Regions from separate parts of the Rattus norvegicus genome. Here region 2 is linked to region 1. Evidence: chromatin contacts called from public Hi-C data. All regions are on one chromosome and are shown on one strand. Each heading gives the region's core, a stretch centred on a gene start, on an enhancer-like site or on the middle of the called end of the contact. The rest is flanking DNA. Distances are from core to core; before and after follow the strand shown.

Evidence for each region. Hi-C and Micro-C count contacts between places; a contact is called where the count stands out from the background.
Region 2: a contact with region 1 is called in a Hi-C map of psoas muscle, with 7 times the contacts expected there. The contact joins two enhancer-like sites. A contact is called at or near these places in 2 of 12 Hi-C or Micro-C datasets (mammary epithelial cells and psoas muscle).

The regions. Positions count from the first base shown.
Region 1 is chr18:64,346,761-64,353,562 of GRCr8, forward strand. The region is part of intron 1 of LOC102548061 (a long non-coding RNA gene); the gene reads left to right. Among named protein-coding and RNA genes, the nearest start is that of Mc2r, 59 kb to the left of the region's middle. Within about 2 kb of position 3,886, at least 10 of the 93 cell types and tissues checked have an H3K27ac peak or open chromatin away from gene starts, as enhancers often do.
Region 2 is chr18:64,808,664-64,815,465 of GRCr8, forward strand. No RefSeq gene overlaps it. Among named protein-coding and RNA genes, the nearest start is that of Tcf4, 410 kb to the right of the region's middle. Within about 2 kb of position 3,003, at least 35 of the 93 cell types and tissues checked have an H3K27ac peak or open chromatin away from gene starts, as enhancers often do.

The DNA of each region.
Region 1 (6,802 bases), core at 2,636-5,135:
TGTTCTCAGGGTCCCAGCATGAGTGTGTAAGGCAATGGGACTTCACAGTCACAGGCACTTTGAGGTTTTTGTGGGATCAAATAGACCCAATGCTGAGCCCCGTGGGTAAAGTCTCAGACTTCTAGAAGCATTTTTGATAGGTCCATGGAAGCCTCTTTACTGGGATTGAATAATACACAGTGAGTCTTACAGAAAGACTATTTATAACAGCAACCGTCTGAGGTCTAGCCAGGACACTCCTTTCAAGGATCAAATGGAGGGAGCACGAACACTTGCTTCCGGCTGACTTTCTCGATAGCTACAATAGGCTACTTTTCCATTCGTCAATACCACGTCCATACAGGACAAGAAACGAAGGCTGTGCACAGAAAACCATCGAAGAGAACTCTTAAAAATCGTGATAAGGATGCTAAAGTGAAACTCTCTAGAATTGATGGCTTCTGGCCAGGTGAGGAAGGACTCAGTTTTCGTTAAGGGATGGGTTCCTGGGAGTTTGCTCCAGTGCATGTATGGGCAACACAAATTGGATTTTTTTTTTCCTTTTCTTTTTTCGGGGTGGGGTGGGGTGGAGTCTTTTAGGTCTGGGCAGACCTGGGAGGTCTGGGAAGTGGGGAGGGGGTGCTTGGCGTTCATGATGGGAAATTCCTGAATAATCAATAAAACACCGTGAAAGAAAGGAAAGGAAAGGAAAGGAAGGCTCCATGCTTGTAAGGGTTTGTCCTAGCGGTTAGAACTTTGTCTCTTTAGCTTCTTTGGTGAAGCAATTAGTGCTTCAGTTGTAGGAGCATGGCCGTTTGAAGTCATCTAACATCTAACTTCGCTTTGCGGGTAGCGGGCGGCAAACACAGGGCCTCCGGAATCCTAGACAACTGCTCTCGCTCTGAGCCACGCCCCAGACCAAACACTCCACCCTGCCATCTTCCTGCTTCCGCGGTTGTTGAAGTCTGGTTGATTCTCATTTACGGCTTAGGAAAGTAAGGTAGATTTCCATCCAACTTGACCGACTGCCTTCCAGATACCTTTCATTTTCCGTTTTGATGGAAAATGAAGTCCGAATATACTATATTGTTATTCTTTGCATTTATCCTGTCAGATCCTCAAGCCGGGCCCCAGTCTCCAGCAGGGGAGCCCCCACTTCTTTCTCAGGCACCTTTCAGTGATATGGACCAACTCTGTCTTTATAGTATATAACACCATTTATGTGTTCTATTTCTTCTCTGTCGCAGTAGATCTGAGTATACACCCAAATACACAGGTGCATAAAGATGGGTCTATATGTACACGAATCCCCACATGTTTGGGGGGGGGTTGTTAACTTTAAGTATATATATGTATTAATATATCATTTTTTAATTAAATGTAAACTGCAGTGTACATTTACGAAATTCAACCATAGCAAGGCAATAATGGTTCCTGCGCTTGGGGCAGGAACGTGTACTTTATGATTCTTTTCCTGTTTACTAGATCCAAGATGCGAGCACACTCGGTTGGGTGGCGTTCCGCCTTCCGTCCAAGGGTGAGGCTGTACTTTCACTGTACGAGGTATCTTAGGTAGGATATGGTGCTAAGTTGAAGTGTGGCTAGCAAGCAAGCCTCACTCTGTGCGTGTGTCAGCGCTGGCATGGCCGCCCCTCACGCCTGAGAAGCTCAAGCTGGGAGGGATTAGGACGCCAGCATTTGATTCTCAGAGTTGTTGCCCGCTCCCCTTGGAGCCCTGACAAGCAGTGACCTTGTCCAACCCCGCTGAGCTTCCTAGATTTGCTGGCTTAGAGCAACACATGGGAAGGAGATTGTTTATTTTTAAAACATAAGAAAAAAAAAAAACACACACACAAAAAAACACCAAACCCATGCAATCTTTCTAGGGCCTTTGTGATGTCTGCGAGCAGCAACAGAAACATACAGACACACATGCAACGTATGTGTAATCACTTCTAATTAATGTCAGCTCTTCCTGGAAAACCAAGTGTGAACCCTTAAAGACTTGTCAACTTCTCTGCCTGTGAAACTTATCTACTTCTAATTGTGAGGAACAATGCACTCAAGGTTAGCTATAAACGACAGCTTTCACAGCAACGAAAAAAAAAAGTCTAAAAACTACATCCGAAGATGAACACATTTATGTGAAAGCGTGCGTTCTCTTTGAGATAAAAATATAGTTATTTATGCTCACCTGAGATGCCTTTTTTTTCTGCCTAAAAGAGAACAAGCGGTCCTTTCTGACATCTGTGAGAAAATAGATGGGATTCATTTGAAAGCTAGCCCCAGTGTGGAAGATGTAAGACGATGACGGCTAAAGTAAAGATATGCGTAGTGGATTGGAAAATAAACTTAAGGTACAGCTTTACCAAATAAAAGGTTCAAAGAGAAAAATCAGACGATTCCCATGTGACCCCCTGAGCCTCGAACCTCCTCTGCAGATTTTGAATGTGGGATGTGCTTCCAGTTATGACCACGAGATGGCAGTAAGAGCATGCTTAAATGCCGTAGTCCGTCTGCGTTTAAGTGCAGAAACTTCCAAGTGTTTTCCTGATTGTGTAGTTAATCCAGGCAGGTAGCTATTTCCTTTGAGGGCTTTGTATGAAATACTCCCCGTGTCTTAACTTTAAGGAACATGTTAGAAACTTTTAGAAAATGTGATCAGCTACAGAGCCGGAGTCACACAAGGAAGATGTCCTCTTTGAGTTGGAGTCTGATCGGGAGTCCCCATGTTAGGTCATCCCAACCTTATCCTTGATTGACACAGACTCGTGAGCTACAAGGTCTCCAAGTCTTCACAGGGGGCTTTGATCAAATGAGACAGAAAAAGGAACAACGACAAGAGGGGTATTGGGAGAAAGAGGAGAATGTTCATCCTGAGTCGTTGAGTTCTACTAGTTGAAGTAATTTTGGGACATGGGGCGAAGCTGGAGAGATAGGGTGACTCTGTCAAGGATCTTTCTAAAAGAAATAGCCCACTCTTTAAGTCAGTTCCTTACTGAGCAGTGTGTGTGTGTGTGTGTATCTGTATGTGTGTGTGTGTGTGGTCTGTGTGTGTGTATTTGTGTGTGTGTGTCTGTGTATGTGTGTGTGGTCTCTGTGTGTGTATTTGTGTGTGTGTCTGTGTATGTGTATGTGTATGTGTGTATGTGTGTGTGTGTCTGTGTGTCTGTGTATGTGTCTGTGTGTGTGTGTGTTTCTGTGTGTGTGTGGGTCTCTGTGTGTGTGTATCTGTGTGTGTGTATGTCTGTGTGTATGTGTGTGTGTGTGTGTGTGTGTGTGTTTGTGTGTGAGTCTTGTCACGGGAACGGCTTAAGTACAAATAGAATAGATGTCTTCTCAGTGGGAAGACACGGTAAAGAGAATCTGTCTCTGGAGTAGAAGTTCAGGCTGTGTGGCCTCTCGGATTCCCAGATCTACACTCTATGGTAGTGAGCAACAATGTGCAATTCTGTTTAATTCTGTACTCCATGATGGGGAAGATTTAATCAGCCGAGAAGACGTCAAGCAAAGAGTAGACAGTGTGTGTTCGAGAAAGTACCAACCAAACAGTCGAGTTTGCCTAATCTAGGGAACCCAGTGGACTCCACCGGAATTGTGCTGCTGTGTAGGACTGCTCGGGAGAGAAGAGGAAGAAGAGACTTCGTGGCTTTGGATATCTCAGCATTTCCAAGGCGACAGGAATATTTGGCCTTCTGCTAATCAAAAACTGACCTCATGACAATCCTAAAAGGGAAGGCAGAGACTAGCTCAGGTGAAAATCATCTGGCTATGCTGCATTTTCTTAGAGGACAGAGCCTCAAGGCTAACTCAGGGAACGAAAGTCAGTCTGGGAATGGATGATCCCAGCTGGTCTGAGGGGGCGGAAGTGGGACTTGTTTGACCTTCTAACGGTCGCCGCGGCATCTGCCAAGACCATAAGCCCCAGAGAATGGCTGGCTCTTGAAGTACATCACATGAACTCCGGAGACTGATAAAAGCAAAATAAAATATTTCCACATAGTCTGTGTGCTGAAGAAGAGAATTACAGCTGTGATATGACTTGGCTTGCTCTTACCCAAGGCCTTGAGCTATTAACAAGCCCAGTTTTCTAGATAAAATAAGTCCATGTGAACCCAGCAAAGGCCTTCATGATATCTTTCTATCTAGAGTTTGGTTAAATCATACGTGGTTTTTTTTTTTTTTTTTTTTTTTGGATGTGTTTGATATTTCTTTCTGCTGCCTAAAGAGAAAGGCTTACATTGAGTGTGGGAGAGTTAAGAGCCCCACTGTTTACCTGGATTCTTGACCGCCGTCTTTTCTTGGCAAAGGGCATCCCCAGTGTCATAGATGCTTGGGGGGCTATTCTGAGGTGTCTCCCCAGGCATCTCACTGTCCCCAGAGCCACTCTGCCTCCTTCCTGGGGTTTGTGTGCCTGAGGCACAGGGAGAAGTTCACTTATCCACCAGTGCACAGTTGTGACCTGTCTTGTCTGGAAGTTAAGTATGTAAAATCTGTTGTCATCAACCACTTCAATGTTTTTGTTTGTTTGTTTTGTTTTGTTTTTTTCTCACGAAGAATTAGATGTATTGAACACTTTCCCCAGTCACCTCATGTTTCTAAAGACCCTTTTTACAAAACAAGCCCTATTTGTATCCCTCTGTTTCCTCTCCAGAGGCATTGTAGACAACATTCTAATGATTACAGAAAGCCAGCTTTCGACCTCAAATAGATAACAATCTAGCCCACAACAGAGAAAGTATTTCAGCTTTCTCCTGGTGATGTGTGTTAGGAGGATGTGAATCCAGACACTGGCTCATGACTTATAATGATCCGGAAGTTCAGGTTGGCTCTAGATCTTAAGAACAATGGATATTTTCAAGGTTCCTTGGCTCTGGCATCCTTGATGCTACTACAGTAGTTAACCACGTTCTACGGTGGAATAGGCATGAAGTGAGGTTACTATAGACTGACTGGAAGCACTTGTGCTGTTGCAATGGACTCCTATCGGGGGAGGGGGCTCCCATCTCATTTGAATGTGTGCTCAAAGGAGCAGCTGCTAAAGTCATTTAACACCCCACTGCCCAGCCCCTATGCTGCTTGCTGCTTCCGAATTTTGGTCAGAGCAAAAGCAGATCCTAGCAAGGACTCACTAAGCTCCCTGACCTGGCCCAGAACCACACCCTTGCTCCTCTTCAGTTCATTTGGCTTGCGGTCACACAGGCCCAGCTGCCGCTTCTCAGTGAGCTCCCGGACACTCCCAGCTCCAGCCTTCCTGCTGACTGTGGTTGCTCTCCAGACTTTCTTCTCCCAGATGTCACATAGGCCTCTGACATCAAATTCATCCTCGTCAGGTGTCACCTCACTTCCACCTTCTTGGCCAACCCGTGTAAAATTACCCTGCTCCAACCCACCACAGTGCACCGACCTCACACCCCACTTTCCTGCTTCGTTTTCCTTCCACAATCACCTAAGAACACACAGAACTCCACCAGGATAAAAAACATTGCCTCCTTTGTTCACTGCTGTTTTGTGCCTAGAAGAGTGTTTGGTGCATAGCTAGTACTCTGTAAATATTTAAGGAAAGAGTAAACAAAGAGACGCAGCTCCCACACCATTCCTCTCAACATCCTGCTGTACAGGGAGCGAAATGATGTCATCAACCCTAGGCCCAGTATTTCAGTGGAACCATCAGAGTATGGCCTGGTGGTAAGCTCAGCTCTGTCCATGACCTTCGGTAGCTTGTGAAAATCTCCCAGTGTCTTTCTGTCCTGCCTGATAGATGGATGTTTACCTTCTTACAAATGTTAGAAACAGTGAGACTTGGAAGCACCTTGGCCAGTTAGGAACTCTGGGCAGGTGAGATGGCTCGGTGGGTAAAGGTGCTTGTGGTCAAGGCTGAAGACCCCAGTTCAATCCCCAGGACCCACACGGAAGGTAGAAACTCCAGCAGATTGTCCTGGATGAAGCCTCTGGATGAAGCAATAAGGAGAATGAGACAGGATTGAGGGAACAGAGTACTCTGTATGTGAAGCCCAGTGAGACCCTGGAAAAGAGGACTCTATCCACACTCTCGTGACACCCACAGCAGAGGCAGGGAAAGTCTATTGTTCTTTGCCTAAAGCCAGAGGTCATGCTAGTTGAAGGCTGTAGCCCTTGCTTCTGGTACTTTCTGGGATGGGCAGTGACATGGGCTTATCAGGACTCCCTTCTCCCCACACTGTGAGGTGAGTATCTACATCTTGGTAGGTCAGAGTAAGAAGTTTAGAGAAGTTAAGAAACTTGACCAGCTTCCCCATACCTCGGTGCCCAGTGTAAGCCTGCCCGGTTTCCCGTTCTGTGAATGGCTTCCCATTCATTCCCAGGCACGGTTATGAATCAGACCACTTGATGTAAAATCTGAATGTCTGAGAACTAAACGGAAGGCTCGTGCCTTGAAGCCTGTCACTGGCAAGGCTGAGGCAGGAGAATTGTAAGCCTGGACCATGCGGTAAGATCCTGTCTCTAAAGCAAGTGAACAAACACAGGAAAGGAAGGAAGAAGATCTGGGAGTTTTAAGAATAAACGCTCATTTTCTTCCGTAGAACTCACTGGGCGCCTCCCAATGCGGGGTAATGACTCATGGGCTCTCATCATTCCTCAGCTTCGCATTGTGTCTGCCTTCTTCTCAGCAGCTTTGATTTTCCCACAATGCTTTGGGTGTAGTGTGGGTCCTCGATTAAGTGTTTGGTTAAGTGAGTTCAGTTTCCTACATCCTGTGCTCAAGTATGACGTGACCACTCTGGGCAGTCCCGAATGCTCTCACTGTAAAGCCTGCTCCAAAAGGAAGTGAATATTGGCTCAG
Region 2 (6,802 bases), core at 1,753-4,252, 460 kb after region 1:
AGTACCTCTCTCTCTGAATTCCCAGAACCCATGTGAACACACATAGTGGCAGGCACCTGGAGTCCAGTGCTGGAATCCAGTGAGAGAGGAGCGTCTCCAGAAGCTCTTAGACCAGCAAACATGATTCAGGCAGCATTGAAGATACATTGCCCCTGTCTCAGACAAGAGGGAGAGCAGGAACTGATACTCCGTGTTGTTTTATGACTCTTATACATGTGTGCCATATGCATGAATGTACACACACACATGCACACACATAAACACATAAATACATGCACACATACACATACACACACATACACACACACATAAACACATACACACATGTACACACACACATAAACACATGCACACATACACACACATAAATACATAAACACATAAACACATACACATATGCACATACACATATACATACACATACACACATACAAGATAAAAATAGTCTATCTCTTTTAATCATTTATATACAAATTTCTGTTTTGGTTCCCAGAATCCTTATGAGTGTAGAAGAAAATACAAGTTGCAGGCTTGTATTTTCATACACAAGTTTCATATAAAATTAAACTTAGGCCTCGAAATTTTCTGAATGGTTTCAACCGTTTCAATGAAAAGAGGAATTAGAACTGTGCACCTTGAAGCAAGGAAGAAATGTAGCTTACTTTGAAGACTACAGAGGAGGGAGGAAGGACTCAGGTACTCAGAAGCCTTGCTAGAATCTTCACTATTTACTTGTCATTCCCACACATGCCCAGGGATGGGGGGGGCCAACATACCAAGGAGGCAGAAAGAAACTTTTGTGTGTAATCCAAATATCTCCTCTCTCAAGTTATTTAGTCCAATTGAACTGTATGGAGTTTTATCTTTCAATAGCCATTCCTTTTGTCTTATGGCTTTGTGTGTGCAGAAATCCCCAATTGAAAGAAAGAGAAAAAGAGAAAGAAAGGAAGAAAGAAAAGAAGGAAGGAAGAAAAGAAGGAAGAAAGGAAGGAAAGGAAGGAAAGGAAGGGAAAGGAAAGGAAAGGAAACAAAAGGAAATCTTCCTATGGGTCACGTAGGAGCAACAAAATAAACCAAGCAGCTGGGAGATCATCCTGGAAACTAACAGGGTTTTGATGACATGTATACAGTAAGTGCAATGGGTGACAGTAATGACATGTATACAGTAAGTGCAATGGGTGACAATAATGACTTGTATACAGTAAGTGCAATTGGTGGCTCAGACAAAAGATTCACTGTGGTTCACATAGGGACTCTTTTAAGGCAAAGGTTCCAAGGTCTCATCTGGAAAGGCAGGTTAGGTCAAGGGCTAAGTGCAACAGGAAATTAAGCAGACAATTGTCAGAAAGCAAAGCCTTGAGGACTCCTCTTTGTCACGTCTAAGATGACCACAGTCTTCCCACAGAGCCTGTTCCCGTTTTCAAGATATTACCCGGTTAGCAGCCACAGTGTCCCTTTGCAGGGAGACAGTCTGAAAAGGAAGCTAAAAGCGAAGAGGTCAGTGACCTGCCCAAGGTCACTCAGTTGGGAACTGCCATTCGTTCCAACTCTGAGCTATTTGGTCAACTGTACTGTAATGTCCAGGCAGGGGGACGACGACGACAACAATGATGATGATGATGATGATGATGATGATGGTGATGATGATGATGATGATGATGATGATGTTGTTGCTTGGCAATTCTCCCTCCCATGACAGGCGCCCCCTCCCCTTTTGACATGTGCAGGGAAGTAAGAAGATGCACAGAAAATAGCAGGATACTACCTTAAGACCTCACCGCTGCAAACAAAACTGGGCCTGTGTGTGTCTATGTCGCCGGCAAAGACACAGCACAAACAAGCACACCTCGCACAGAGGGTCGCTGGGAAGAGCGACATCTGTCCTAGGTTCATAATTTATCCCGGAATTACTGGTGATTAAACAACTGAGTTGTGCTACCATCTCAGATTTCCTCTTGACTTTCAGCCCTGTGCCCCCCCCCCGCCCCCCTCTCCCCGCCCACTTTTTAGTGGCCTTTGTTCTTCATTCCTGAGCCATCTGGTTGCAAAGTAAGGAAGGAGCACAGTGCAGCACGCTCATGAAAAAGCAGTACAGGGGGAAAAAAAAGATAGTAGGAGTGAAAACAAAAGACGAGGAAGCTCCTGAATTTTTAACGTCTCTTTTCAAATTGAAATATCACGGCTCCTAGCTCGCATGTGAAATTGGAGAGTGCGCAGGCCATCCACTAAATGATTGACAGAGGCCGAAAGCAGGCGGTCCACTCCTGGGCTCTGTGCTGGGTCAAGGCTGGGCTAAAGCAGGTCTGACTAGGCTCTGAAACCTCTCTGGACCCCACCACGTTCCTGAGGACGATCGGAGAAATGGCCTCCCTGCACCTGCTTCTAATGGCTCCCCTGACTGTGCGAGCCACCCCCCTTCCACCAAGGAAGTTTGTCTTCCCGAAGCCAAAGCTCTGAGTCACATCGCCATACAGAGAGCAGGGGTGTTTGTGTCCATGCTTTCTGCCGCCGTGTGAACGCATGCAACCACTACCTCAAAAATCGTAAATTCTCTCTTTCCCCGTTTCTGTCTGCCTGTTTATCTACAATCTGTCTATTTAAATTCTTTTTAAACAAGAAGGGAATATCTTTATGCCTGTTTGTAGGAATATTCTACATCCATCTGTTATTTACATCATTCGTTTTCCTGAGGTGTCTCCAACAAATCCTGGCTGGATGCACTGTATGTGTTATTAATAAAACAGCTGTAAAAATATTAACTGTACGGCCTAATTGTCAGGCCTGATTACGAGCCAAGTTTATCCCCAGATGGACGGGGAGACTCAGACTTGGGCTCCCTTCCAGATCTGACCCTTGCAGCTCACTTTATGCTGTGTTCTTTGACCATTTAAGCTGCTTTGGCTTTTTTTTTTTTTTTTTTTTGGTCTCCTAGGAATCTGTGCACATCCGGATTCCCAGCCTCCAGGATCCTGCAGGTGGCGCTGCTCCAGCTTCCTGTGTGTTCCTGGCCAGGTCTCTCTCTGCCTCTCTGGATTTGTGAAACTCCACAGACCTGTGCTGGAGAATCACCCTCTGGTAACTTACAAGAGGCGTATAAATATGGTCAGCATCGCCTTGCCCTGAACATTGTTGGGCTATAGCGTTTAGGGAGCCTACAGTGGAAATACAACCGTATTATAAGCATCAGGCTAGGATTCTGAAACCCAGAATGATATGCAGACACCCTTTTGTATCTGCAATCAGGTAAGTTTTTCAGCCACACCTCCTGGAATAGAACATAATGAGGTTATGAGCAGATTCTAGCAATACGCTTTTGCTGTAGTTACCTCTTCGGGCTGATTGGCTTAGCCCTGCCTAAGATATTACTGACTTAAGTATCACTGACCGAGGCTAAGATGTTTACTGCAGGGAAAGACAGGGCGTGAGTATGGAGGAAAAGCTCAAACTTGATTCTCCAGATCTCCAGAAAGTCTTGGCATCATCTGGGTCCTCTCGTTCTTAGCTGAGGACAAGTAACAGAAGACCTACTCGTTAGGCTGGGAAGGATGGTTAGCTCCATTGAGTGCAAACTGCTCAAATATCATCCAGTGTTCATAAGGCAAGAGACAGTGATGTTCTGGAGGGCACAGACCTAGCAACACCTCATACTGCTGTAACTAACTCTTAGAACATTAGATGGAGTTAACATTTATACTACTTTGCAATTGGATTATGGGGGAGGGGGGCCTCTTGAGAAATTTATTGAAAGGGACTTTAATTTTCCTTTGCTTTCTAGAAAGATTCTGTCCAATTGTTTTTCTGTTGCTAAAATAAAATATTTACAAAAAGGAACTTGGGAGATAAGAGGGTTTATTTAGCTTACACTTCCCAGTCACTGTCCATCACTGGGAGTTGGGCAAGACCCAAGCACAAACTCGGAAACAAGATCTGAAGCAGAGGCCGTGGAGGAATGCTGCTGACTGGCTTACTCAGTTTACTTTCTTATATATCCAAGGGCCACCTGCCTAGAAGTAGCAGTCTCCTCTGTGGACCAGGCTCTGTGACCTCAACCGTTAATCAAGAAGATGCTCCAGGGACATTTCACAGGCCAATTTCATGGAGGCAGCTCCTTATTGAGGTTCAATATTCCCCGGTGACTAGTTTGTGTAAAGTTGACAATAGCCAACACAGATTCTGGCATGGTTTATTGCCACAGAAGACTTCATGATCTCCTCTTGCTTCAGGGGTTGAAAGCAACTCCTGCAATGTTTCCAAAACGTCAGGCCAGGATGGGATCACTGGTGGGTGGGATGCTCTGGTTTGTTTGACTTTTGCATCTTCAAGCAACTAGTTGTGAAGGGGAAGCTATCCCATGATCTATAAAGTAGTAATGAAATTTCAAGGACAGAAAGCAGAAATTCTCATTACTGTCCTTCAATGAACCATCCGCAGGATGGCAATGAGACTGTGGACCACATGATGGTACAGTGGCCCTTCCTAGGAACTCCAACTCTCTACGGTCTTTGCTTTAAAAATATGTAATTTTTTTCTCTTGACCCCAAATTGTCTGCATTGTAAACCATTTCTGTCAAACAATCAGCCTAAATTAGAATGACTTCGTGAAGACCAACTGTGTTTAGCGTTGAAAGAATTACTAATTGCTAGGTGTTCTCACGGAAGCTACTGTCCCCTCCTTTGTTTACAGTTATCTGGGTTTAAAAATGGTGGTATTCTACGGGCCATATCTAGTAAATGTATGGCAAATTAGAAGTATTTACAATAAACCAAAAGAAAACAAACACTTCTAATTTTCTTGAGTAGAAAGCACACCCTGATATCCTCTTACACACAAATGTATACCAGTGGTGACTATTCAACTAGTGGCCTGGTTAATCAAATCCTTTGCTTGGCCTATCAAGGGAGACTAAATTCCTAAATTCCATCCTGTAGTTCATCTTTTATAATTCATTCTCAGGTTATAAAAAGTATTTAATTTGTTAAAATATTAAGCAGTCTTTGTTAATTCTTTCTAAGGTAGTTAGCACTGTGGTAAGTAGGAAGAGGGATCTAAAATAAACACGATACACAATCCCTACCATTATCTAAAATCTAATCTGTGTGCAGAGAGCCAACATTTATCCCTCGAAGGAGACTTTGTAGAAGGTACTGTGGAACGTTAGTCACTGAGTCTAGCCAGAGAGTATTAACAAACAAGACAAATCTGACATACGAAAGACAGCACAGAGATCTAAAAAGAGAGATAAAAATAGAAGATAAGCTGTTTAAGATGGTTGCTTCTAGAATACACAGTGTCAAGCTTCTTTTCCCCGTAGCCTAAAGTTAAATGATGTTTTTGGAGCAGCAGGAGACAGGCTACTGAGCTCCAAGTCAGATGATAAGACAAGGTTTTCTTATCTTCAAGGTTTATGATGTGAAAGAGATCCATTTGAGTGTCTGTTGTGCCTGACTAATGCACTGGGTGCAGGAAGGACCGAAACTGTAAGTCATCATTACTGTGCATTACAACTCAACATCCCAAGATGAACACAAACCCTTATGAAGACTTCAAAGACAGTGTTAGATGACCAAAGAGAAGACTAATGATAGGCTAACTCATGTTGTTCTGGAAATCCCAAATGAAAAGAATTTTGAAATCACTCATTCAGGAGCTATTGATCATTTTAAACAGTATCAGCTTTCGATTGCTTCGGCCTGGCATAGCTGCAAGTACAATCTTAGGGATCTGTGTGTCTTGATGGTCCCCTTTTCTATAAATGGTAACTCTGTTGGCTTAGGAAATGGATGAGAAGGAGAGAGGGAGAAGAGAGGGAGGAGGGAGGGAGAGGAAGAAAACTAAATTATACTGCATAACACATTTCCCAGAATGTGGAAATTGCTCCTTGGTCACCGATCTTTCCTGGCTGTTGGAGAAGGCTTACCCATTTGGCATGAACCTGGCGAGAAGTCAGGAAAGATCCAATGGAAGAACTGGTAGGGGAGAGTATTGAGAAGATAGCTCTGTTAGTACCTTGGGAGCATGAAGAGATGAGTTCGACTGCTCTGCAAATAGGGCAATGTGTGGTGCTGGTACATGCTTGTAACCCTAGTTCCACATGGGCAGAGACAGGAGGATCCCTGTGGCTTGCTGGCAACTTCTTTCCTGCTTTGGAAGTCCTAGGCTTAGGAGAGACACTGTATTAAAAAAAATAAATAAAAGAGGTGGATGGCACTTGAGGAATGACAGCCAATATTTTCCTTTGACCTATACTTGTACACAGGTACATGCATATATGTGCAACAATATACACAGGACCTCTCTCTCTCTCTCTCTCTCTCTCTCTCTCTCTCTGTCTCTCATACACACACACACACAAACACACACACACAGTGAAAGAGAGAGAGAGAGAGACAGAGAGAGACAGAGACAGAGAGACAGAGACAGAGAGACAGAGAGAGAGACAGAGAGGGACAGAGACAGACACAGAGAGAAAGAGATAGAGAGACAGAGGAGACAGAGGCAGAGAGAGACAGAGAGAGAAAGAGATAGAGAGACAGAGGAGACAGAGGCAGAGAGAGACAGAGAGAGAAAGAGATAGAGAGACAGAGGAGACAGAGGCAGAGAGACAGAGGCAGAGAGACAGAAACAGAAAGACAAACAGAGAAAACGGTGACAAAGAGAAACAGAGAGATTGATTAATTCTGTTGTGTGTGTATGTGGGGGGTGTCTATTGAGATGTTCTATAGCTAATAGAACACCAAGCTTGACAATTTGAGTCCATGGTAAAACAAGGGAATGGACTACTTAAAGTTGTCTCTTGACCTG